Regions from separate parts of the Oryctolagus cuniculus genome. Here region 1 is linked to region 2. The links are chromatin contacts, called in public Hi-C maps. All regions are on one chromosome and are shown on one strand. Each heading gives the region's core, a stretch centred on a gene start, on an enhancer-like site or on the middle of the called end of the contact. The rest is flanking DNA. Distances are from core to core; before and after follow the strand shown.

The links. Hi-C and Micro-C count contacts between places; a contact is called where the count stands out from the background.
Region 1: a Hi-C map of an unstated tissue shows a contact between it and region 2, with 2.4 times the contacts expected there. The contact joins the enhancer-like site here to the promoter of C2CD4D in region 2. A contact is called at or near these places in 2 of 6 Hi-C or Micro-C datasets (ear pinna and an unstated tissue).

Annotation. Positions count from the first base shown.
Region 1 is chr7:46,348,568-46,353,569 of mOryCun1.1, forward strand. RIIAD1 (regulatory subunit of type II PKA R-subunit domain containing 1) reads right to left here. Exons shown (of 5, transcript XM_002715548.5): 3 at 2,982-3,028; 4 at 1,783-1,910; 5 at 1,200-1,306. The coding sequence ends at 1,840. Among named protein-coding and RNA genes, the nearest start is that of RIIAD1, 5.8 kb to the right of the region's middle. Within about 2 kb of position 2,269, at least 2 of the 8 cell types and tissues checked have an H3K27ac peak or open chromatin away from gene starts, as enhancers often do.
Region 2 is chr7:46,258,570-46,263,595 of mOryCun1.1, forward strand. C2CD4D (C2 calcium dependent domain containing 4D) reads left to right here and starts at 3,596. Exons shown (of 1, transcript XM_070077709.1): 1 at 3,596-4,934. The coding sequence starts at 3,741. The coding sequence ends at 4,790.

The DNA of each region.
Region 1 (5,002 bases), core at 1,019-3,518, 89 kb after region 2:
GGCGTCGGTGCCATCGCTGCAAGTGATTCCGGAAGCATCCACCCCTATCCCCTCGCCGATTCGGCGTAGGTACAGCAGTTCTTCCAATACCCTGTTCTGCTGCCCTCTCCACTACTGGGAGCCAGGCAGGCAGACAGGAAAGAAAAATAATACAACCCCTGCTTTTCTGTGCTTCTGTTGCCATGGTGATACCGACACCCAGGTGAGAGGTGCTTTATTCGGGAGAGCCAGTGAACTGTGGAGGCCAGAGTCCGGGGCAGAAACACCGACGCCCCTCAGCCTCCCAAGCCTGGGAAGGACTTCATGGGGTGGTCTGGTCCATGCCCCTGCCTTCCAGCTGAAAAGTCAAATGGACAGTTTGTGGCTGCCACCCTCAAGAACACAATCTACCACCTCCAAGTCGTGCACGGGTCACGTTTCAGCTTTGCAGACTCATGACCCTCAATGGGTTTCCAAGTCTCATCTTTCGATGTCCTTCCAGCCCAGTCTCTCATCACTGCCCCTGTGGAAGCACAGTGGGGGTCGGCGCGGTGGCGTAACAGGAAAAGCCACCGCCTGCAGTGCCAGCATTCCAAGTGGGTGACGGTTCAAGTACTGGCTGCTCCTCTTCCAATCCAGCTCTCTGCTATGGCCTGGGAAAGCAGTAGAAGATGGCCCTAGTCCTTGGGCCCTTGCACCCACATGGGAGACGACCGGAAGAAGCTCTTGGCTCCTGGCTTTGAATTGGTGCAGCTCCGGCCATTGTGGTCATTTGGGGAGTGAACCAGCGGATGAAGACTAACCTCTTTCTCCCCCCCCCCAACCCCCTGCTCTCTGTAACTCTGCCTTTCAAATAAATAAATAAATCTTAAAAAAGAAAGAAAGAAAGGAAGGAAGGAAGGAAGGAAGGAAGGAAGGAAGGAAGGAAGGAAGGAAGGAAGGAAGGAAGGAAGGAAGGAAGGAAGACAGTGAGTCAGCACCTCACACCCTGCAGTAGCCCTGGAGAAGGCAAAGGGAGTGGTCCCCTGGCTCCTGTTCCTCTCCGAGCCCCACCCTGGTTCTTTGCACCCTGCTGGCCCCGGGAGTGAGGGGCCAGTGTGGGAACAGCAGGAGGCCCTTGGCGGCCAACAAAACATCTAAGGAGCCAGAGTGAGGCGAGAGCCCGCCCACACCCGCCCGATGTCCTCCTCCTTCCAGTGAATAAAACAGAGCGCAGGAAGGGCGGTTTTAAGGAGGATCTTTAACAGCCTCCCAGACAGCAGACAGAGCCCAAGGCAGCTTGGAAACCCACGCGGATGGCAACAGGCTCTCATGCTCCCCGAAGACCCTGTAAAACAGAAATGGCTCCACTGAACCCGTGTGGCCTTTCCCTCACGCTCACACGGGTAAGTGAACGCAGGAAAGAAAGAATAAACAAACCACCCCAGCCTTCAAAATGCTTCCAGGGGTCATCCCGCCCGAAAATCCTGGCCCAGGCTGGGTTGATGGTGAGGGGTGTAGGATGGCACCCAATCCAAGAGGCCACTGGGGAAATTGCCCCCCCCCCCCCACGGGGCCAACAGAGAAAGGGCCCTTTCCCATCCTGGTCCCCTCTACCCCTGAACCGCTCCCGTTCCCACTCTCGTCACCACATCGCTGCATCAGGATTCCTGCGAGACCAACCCTGGGCCTCGCTCCAGCTCCCAATCCCCCAAAATAGAGTCAAGAAAACTAAATCGCACGTCGCACTTGCGCCACTCGCTTGCTTTCCTACGCCGACGACGGATAAAGCAGCCTCTGGCTGTAAGCGAGGTTAACACCCACCCAGAGGCTGGGTCCTGGCTGGCCTCGCCCAGCAGCTGAGCATCGCGATTCTGCTAATTAAGCTGCTTTCTTGTCTTTAATTAGCTGCCTGTGAATCTTGTTGGGAAGTCTTGGATCCGTGAAATAATCTGGGATGGAAATCAAAGAGAAGAAATCATCTTCACTCAGGGGAGGGGACTGGGAGGAAGGCAGCCTACTCTGCTAGAAGTGCTGCTGGCTTGGTCCTAGCAGCAAGGTCGCCGGTGGCCCCCGACGACAGAACATGAGCAGTCATGGCAAATCCCTGTGGTCACTGGCCCAGCTGAGTAGTTCTGAGCCTTCCAGAAGAGCTCAACCGGCTGGCGCCCACTGCCCGCCCGCTGCACCCTGCACCCTGAGCGCTGGCCGGTCTGCTTGCTTGACGCATGGGGAGCCGTCACACAGCTCAGGGATTCTCTGGGCTTTCTGCTTCCAGACCTTCTTGGGGCCCAAGTAAATGCCAAGTATTATTCTCGTCTCCTCAGCCTGCCAGCTCCCGTCTCCGAGCGATCACGCCTTCTCTGCGTACACGCTCTCTGAGGGGGCCAGGCTCCCGCAGGATGCTGGCAGGAGGGGCTTTGTGCACCCAGCGGGATGTGCATCAGAGGCAGCATCTGCTGTGGCAGCACACGTGTACCGAGATGCAGTCGGATGCGCTGTGGGGACACAGCGGGCCCCGAGACGTCTGCCAGCCCAGCCGTTCCTGCTAAATACCATTGACCTTAAGCCATCTCGGGCAGCCAGAGTCCATTAGAATCAGCTGGGGAGCCTTTAAAACTGTGGATGCTGGGTCCCACCCCAGGCTAATTAAATAGAAACCTCTGGGGGTGGAGCCTGAACACCAGCATTTTTAAAAAGCTCCCAGGTGCCGCTAGTGCACAACCAGGGCATAGAACGCACTTCGAGGTGTGCGGGACGAGGACGGCCAGCGCGCTCCCTCAGACACTGAACTCCTCGCCCTCACCGGGAGGGAGCTCCACCCAGGTCCTGTCTCATCCCGAGGAGCGGCCAGCGCGCTCCCTCAGACACTGAACTCCTCGCCCTCACCGGGAGGGAGCTCCACCCAGGTCCTGTCTCATCCCGAGGAGCCAGGGGATGCCTCTGGGGAAGCAGCACTCAGGCTGAATTCCCAATATTACTGCCGGCTCTCTGCCACCCGGCACTGCCGCCGCCTTACTCACCTGCCGCAAATTCTCTGATGTTGTCTGGTCTCTTCAAAAACATTTCCCTGGAACACATTCAGGGACAGGGCAGGAGGGAGAGTGGGCGTTAAGGCCTGTGGCTGATCAGCCCGAGACACAGCCACCTTGGGAGCCAACACACAGCCCACGTCTGATGGCCCAGCCCCTTTCAACAGCCATGTTCCTCCAACTTGGGATGTCAGGCAAGGCGCAAAATGCCCTAAGTGGCAACCAAGCTAGGACACTGGCCTCATTACTAACAGGCTGGGGGCAGCGTTTTCACAGAACCACGTCCAGGGTGGGAAGCACAGATGAAGAGGCACGTGCCTGGGCACGGTGCTCACACGCAGCGGGACAGACCGCACAACCCTGTGGTGTCCTGAGGAGGCGCAGGCAGGAATTCCCACGCGAGGGCGGCTGGGCCGACAGAAAAGATGGCTTCCAAGGGCACAGAGGACAGACACCTTGGTAACACCTGCAGTCCCAAAGCCCTGGGAACCGAACTATGCTCTTATACCGCATAGAACTTTATGGTTCATAAACTATGTTCATAAACGCTGTCCAGGTAATGTCCCCATTTCACAAATGAAGAAACCTAACCTTCGAAGGTTAATCATTTGCCCAAGTTCATAAAGACAGTAAACAGAGAGCGGGCCCAGAACTCGGGCCTGCAAAGGCGGCGGTCTCTGCTCTCTGTCCCTTGGCTATGGGCTGCCCCACCCCAACGGCCCCACTTTCTTGTGCTCTTGGCCAAGGCTGACCCTCCAGGAAGCCCCTACCCCCAGCCTTTAAGAATTTTGCTTGGGTCCAGCACTGTGGCATAGTGGGCTAAGCTTCTACCTGCGGCACCAGCATCCCATATGGGCGCCGGTTCATATCCCAGCTGCTCCATTTCTGATCCAGCTCTCTGCTATGGCCTGGGAAAGCAGTAGAAGATGGTCCAAGTCCTTGGGCCCCTGCACCCACATAGGAGACCCAGAAGAAGCTCCTGGTTCTTGGCTTCGGATCAGCTCAGCTCTAGCCATTGCAACCATCTGGGGAGTGAACCAGCAAATGGAAGACCTGTCTCTCTCTCTTTCTCTGTAACTTTGCCTCTCAAATAAAATCTTTTAAAATAAAACTTTTGCTGGAGCTGGCGCTGTGGCATAGCAGGTAAGGCATCCCATATAGGCACCCGTTCAAGTCCCAGCTGCTCCATTTCCAATCCAGATCCTGGCTATGGCCTGGGAAAGCAGTAGAAGATGGCCCAAGTCCTTGGGTCCCTGCAGCCGTGTGGGAGACCTAGAAGAAGCTCCTGACCCCTGGCTTCGAATTGGCACAGATCCGGCCATTGCAGCCAATTGGGGAGTGAAGCAGCGGATGGAAGACCTCTCTCTCTCTCTCTCTCTTCCTGCCTCTCCTTTTCTCTGTAACTCTTTCAAATAAATAAATACATCTTAAAAAAAAAAAGTTTTGCTCCCCTTCTCCTTTGATTCAAGCTGATAATTATCAAGCACAAGTTATGTATAAATAACTAATTTATGGGGCCAGCTCTGTGGGGTAGTGGGCTAAGCCTCCACCTGTGGTACCAGCATCCCATATGGGTGCTGGTTTGTGTCCCAGCTGCCCCGCTTCCGATCCAGCTCTCTGCTATGGCCTTGGAAAAGCAGTAGAGGATGGCCCAAGTGCTTGGGTCCTTGCATCCACATGGGAGACCCAGAAGCTCCTGGCTCCTGGCTTCAGATTGGCTCAGCTCCAGCTGTTGCAGCCATTTGGGAAGTGAACCATCGGATGGAAGACCTCTCTCTTTCTCTGCTTCCCCCTCTCTCTGTTAACTCTGCCTCTCAAATAAATAAAATCTTTAAAAAAGAAACTGCATTACATATGAGGGATTGATTTTTTTTAAGATAAAATATAGGCTGATCTCAAAGAAGGTACAGCCAAGGAGAAGAGCACGGCTGGCGTCAGCGAGGCACGCAGAGGCACAGGGGCTTCCACAGGCAAGACAAGGGCTGAGGGGCCCCGCAGGAAGGAAGCCACAC
Region 2 (5,026 bases), core at 2,346-4,845:
ACAGCGAGCACCCCCGCCCGCTCCCACCACCAGCACGGTGTGGGTCCTCTCATTCCCTGAAAGCAATCACAGAGGGCTTTCTAGGCGACACTGCACTTGAACTAAGCCCCAAAGGCTAAGTGGTGCTCCCCAGGTAGGCAGGGTGGGGAGGCCGGACCAGGCAGAAGGAAAGGTAGCAACAAAGGCACACAGGTGTGAAGGAGCAATGTGATTGGGGGGGGGAGGGGTGCAGGTCTTAGGGGGCTTCATAAACCCTGCTGTGGATGGAGCTTGAACTTGATCTGGTTTTTTGTTTGTTTGTTTGTTTTTTAAGATTCTATTTAGTTGAAAGGTAGAGTTACCAAGAAGTAGAAGCAGAGAGAGATAGACAGAAAGAAAGGTCTTCCATCTGCTGGTTCACTCCCCAAATGGCCTCAATGGCCGGAGCTGGGCCAGGCTGGAGCTTCTTCTGGGTCTCCCACACTGGTGCAGTGGCCCAAGGACTTGGGCCATCCTCTACTGCTTTACCAGGCCATAGCAGAGAGCTGGATTAAAGGTGGGCCAGCCGGGACTCGAACCAGTACCAAAACAGGATGCTGGCACTGCAGGCGGCTGCTTTACCCACTACACCACAGCGCAGACTCCAACTTGATCTTGTAGGTCACTGGGAATTTTTAAAGAGTTTGGGCTGGCGAGTGACACAAAGTTTTGCTTTTAAAAAAGATGACTCGGGCGACAGGAAGGGATCAGCAAGACTGAAGGCAGGAGCATGGGTCAGAGCCGTAAAGGTGAGAGACGTAGGAAGGGCAAATCACAGAAGTACAGGACTTTGCCACTGGTGGTGCATGGCGGGCCGGGCAGGACAGGATACTGCAGTAGTTCCCAAGTTTCTGGTGTGGGGAACTGGTGGGGGTGGTGTTCAGGGCGATGTCTTCTGGTAGTTGTCACGTTCATGTTTGTATTACTCAGTTTTTGCCACTATAACTAAACAGCCGAGAGGAGCTACTTGGGAAGGCAGATTTACTTCGGCTCACGGTTTTGGAGGCTCACAGCCCAAGAGTAGGCTGGCACCACCGGTGCCAAGGCTGGTGAGGGTGGAGGATGGGGCGCAGCACGGACAGAGGAAGGATCACATAGCAAGCCAAGGAGAGCAAGCAGCTGGGCCCACTCTGAGGAGAGCCCCATCCCCAGGACACACCCCGGTGACCTAAGGACCTCCCACGGGGGAGTCATCTCCTAAATAATCAAACTGAAGCTCCGCCCTCTCCTATCAGTACCACCTCAGGGCCCAGCCCTTAACACATGGCTTTGTGTGGGACACCACAATTAATATCCAAACTACGGCAACGTTTATTGTCTGTTTCTAGCCTTGGACAGCTCCCCAGTCAATGAACCGCAACACCTAGCACAGGACCCGATGCACGTTAGGCAGACAATGAATGGGTGAACAAGCCAACTCAGGTAGAATCTTCCTTGGCGTCATTAATACACTCACCAGATCCCGGCTGAATGCTAAGCACTGTCCTCACGATCCCCTAGTGAGGGAGGCAGAAGCTAAATAACCACATGGAGAGGGGAAAAAACCTGTGACCAAGGCTGCAAGGGGAAGTGCGGGGTGCTGAGGTGTGCAGCCCCCAGTTCACATGGGAGGGCTTCCTGGAGCAGGACGGGGAAGAGCCTGCAAAGTGGACAAGGACAGGAAGCAGCCTTCGCCACAGTCTTTTTTTTTTTTTTTAAGATTTATTTATTTATTTATTTGAAAGTCTGAGTTACACAGAGAGAGGAGAGGCAGAGAGAGAGAGAGAGGTCTTTCATCCGATGGTTCACTCCCCAATTGGCCGCATGGCCGGAGCTGTGCCAATCTGAAGCCAGGAGCCAGGAGCTTCTTCCGGGTTTCCCACACGGGTGCAGGGGCCCAAGAACTTGGGCCATCTTCTCCTGCTTTCCCAGGCCACAGCAGAGAGCTGGATCGGAAGAGGAGCAGCCGGGACTAGAACCGGCGCCCCTATGGGATGCTGGCACTTCAGGCCAGGGCGTTAACCCACTGCGCCACAGCGCCACCCCTCGCCACAGTCTTAAGGAGGGAATGAGCTTGCTGCAGTCTTCGGAGAGACTGCAGGATGGTGGGTGAGCCCGGGGTGCAGCTGCTGGCCTCTTCTTGTCAGTGGTGGCCAGAGCTTTCCCAGGATCTGCCAGGGATGGAGAGCACAGGCCGGCCAGCCTGAGCGTGCTGGAACTGGCTCTGCTGTGGGCGTCTCCATGTCCAGAAATCCTGAGCCTGGCCACTTTTTCCCTGGACCAGTATCATTCAGAGAGCTGGTCACTGCAAGTCGCTCTGCCTGGGAGCTACTGGGATGGTTCCAGAGCAGGGCGACAGGGGCAGGAGCCCAAAACGGGGACTTCTGTAAGAGATGAGCTCAGTGCGGCCACAGCTATGGGCTTCACCTGGCGGGGCTGGGTGGCCCCCAGGCAGCTCAGAGGGATGGTGGCCACTGCCTCTTCCCAGTAGCCCTCCTCAACCCGCAAGCAGGCCAGGTCCAGTTCTAGCAGGCTTGCAGCTAGCAATCTGGCTCTGACTGGAGGAAGAGTCTAGAAGGCCAGACTGATGGTTGGAGAGACAGAGCTGTGTTTATCCAGGAAAAGAAGTCAGACGTAGGCAGCAGAGGCCCCTGCCAGCTCCTCCCAGGACAGGGCTGGGGGAGCAAGCTGGAGAGGAAGCTGCTCCCCTAGGGCTCCGAGCGCCTCCGGGCCAGAGGCCAGGCCCCAGCAGCCGCCCACAGGTAAGGCCTGCACTCCGGGCACAGGACTGGGCCGGGCGTGGGCCGGAGCACCCAGCCAGATCAACGGAACAGTCGCACTCCTGGTGGCCCGGCGCAGGGGGGCGGTGAGCACGGCGCGGCGGAGCCTTCCGCAGCGGGCTCTGGGGTGGCAGGGAATCAATGCCGCCTTTGTGCCCGGTGGTTTCCTAGGGGAAAAAAGAAGTGGACGGTGGGAGGGGCGGCCCGGCTCCGCCCTACAGACGCGGGATGCGGCAGAGCTAGGAGGCTGGGCGGCGGGACGCTCACCGCTACAGAGGGCCTTGAGGGGTGGGATCCGTGTCCCCGAAGGGTGCGTCCCCTTGAACTGGCCCTGGGTGTCCTCCGGTCAGCAGCCAGGTGTGTGCTCTGCCGGCCAGGGGCAGATCTGAGTCCCCTTGTGGCCGGAGGGAGGAGCCAGAGGTGGCAGGTGGAGCGAGGCCGCCCACAGAAGCCGGGCAGCGGAGGGAGTGGTCAGGAGAGGAGCCCGCGTCCGCAGTGTGGGCGGGGGAGGGGCGCTGAGCCCGCCCGGGGCTGTGTCCCTTCGAGGGGAGCGTGTGTGCCCGCGGGGTCAGCAACCGCGGTGGTGACCACAGAACTCTGGTTCTTGACTCTACGAGCCGTGCCCGAGGGCTTTAGTGGGTGTGCCCGCCCCTCTGGCCCTGGGGGTGCCAGTGGGGGCGTCTGTGAACGCGAGTGACTGACCGGTCGTGGGTCCCCGTCACTCCCCTCACCCCCGTCCCCTGGACTTCGCCGCCCTTTCTTTTTCCTGGGCCGCACAGCCCGCGGGGGTGTGCGGACAAAAGCCTGGGTGTGCCCGCAGCATCGCCCACCGGCGGCCTCTTTCCTCTCCTTGCCCAGCGCAGCTCCGCGCCGCCCTCGCGGCCGACTCGCCGGATTCGGACCCTCCGGGCGCCGCGGAGGCTCGTTACCCACCTCAGCGCCCTCTGCGGCCCCACCCCCGGCATGTGGCTCTTGGAGAAGGCGGGCTACAGAGTGGGCACCGCAGAGCCGCGGGCCCGCTGGGCGCCCTCCAGCCTGTTCCCTAAGCGCCGCAGCCCAGCGCCCGCGATGCGCGCCTGCCCCAACGTCCTCACGCCGGATCGCATCCCGCAGTTCTGCATCCCGCCTCGGCTTCCGGACCCAGGCGGCGCCGAGCCCCATGCCGGGCGCGACGTGTGCGTCCGCGGCCTCCCCGCCGCCTGCTCGCTGCCGCACCTGGCGGGCCGCGAAGGCCTGGCCTTCCTGCCCGAGAGCCCGCACACGCGACGGCGCGAGTCGCTGTTCCACTCGCCGGGGCCCGCGCCAGCTACGGGGCTGTCCCCGGCTCTGGCCCGGCTGCACGTGTCCGCCCCGGACCTGCGCCTCTGCCGGGCCCCAGACAGCGACACGGCCTCGTCGCCCGACTCATCGCCCTTCGGCTCCCCGAGGCCCGGCCCCGGCCGGCACCGGCAGCCCTCGCTGTCCCCCGGGGCCAGCTCAGCGGACACCAGCCCGTACGCGCCGCGCCGCGCGGGGCCGCCCACGCCGCCGCTCTTCCACCTGGACTTCCTGTGCTGCCAGCTGCGGCCCACCAAGGAGAGCGTGCTGCGCCTGGAGCCGCGCGGCGGCCAGCTGCGCCTCTCCGCCGAGTACCAGGCCGGGCCCGCGCGGCTGCGCCTGCGCCTGGTCAGCGCCGAGGGCCTGCCCCGGCCGCGGCCCGGCCCCGGCAGCGGCGGCGGCGGCTGCTGCGTGGTGCTGCGGCTGCGGCCCCGCGTCCGGCCGCGGGCCCAGCGGAGCCGCGTGGTCAAGTGCAGCGTCAACCCCATCTTCAACGAGGACTTCTTCTTCGACGGGCTGGGTCCGCCAGACCTGGCCGCCCGCACCCTGAGGGCCAAGGTGCTGGACAGGGGCGCGGGGCTCCGCAGGGACGTGCTGCTGGGGGAGTGCGAGACGCCCCTTATCGTCCTGCTGCCCCCCTTGGGTGGGGGGCTAGGTCCAGGGTCCTCACTGGCGCCAACCCATCTCAGCCTGTAGACGGGGAGGAGAGGTGGGACGGGGAGCCTTCCTCCAGGGATCGCCACCGCGTCCTCCAGGGATCCGCACCGCGTCCGTGGCCCTCATTCCACTCCACCTGCCGGCGTGTATTTATTTTTGCTAATAAAATGCCAATTTGTCGCTAGCCGGATCTCTCCCCTGGTGGGTGCCTCTCACACTTGAAAGCCATCAGAACACACAGGGAATCCAGCAGAGCGAGTGAAACCTGCACAGTC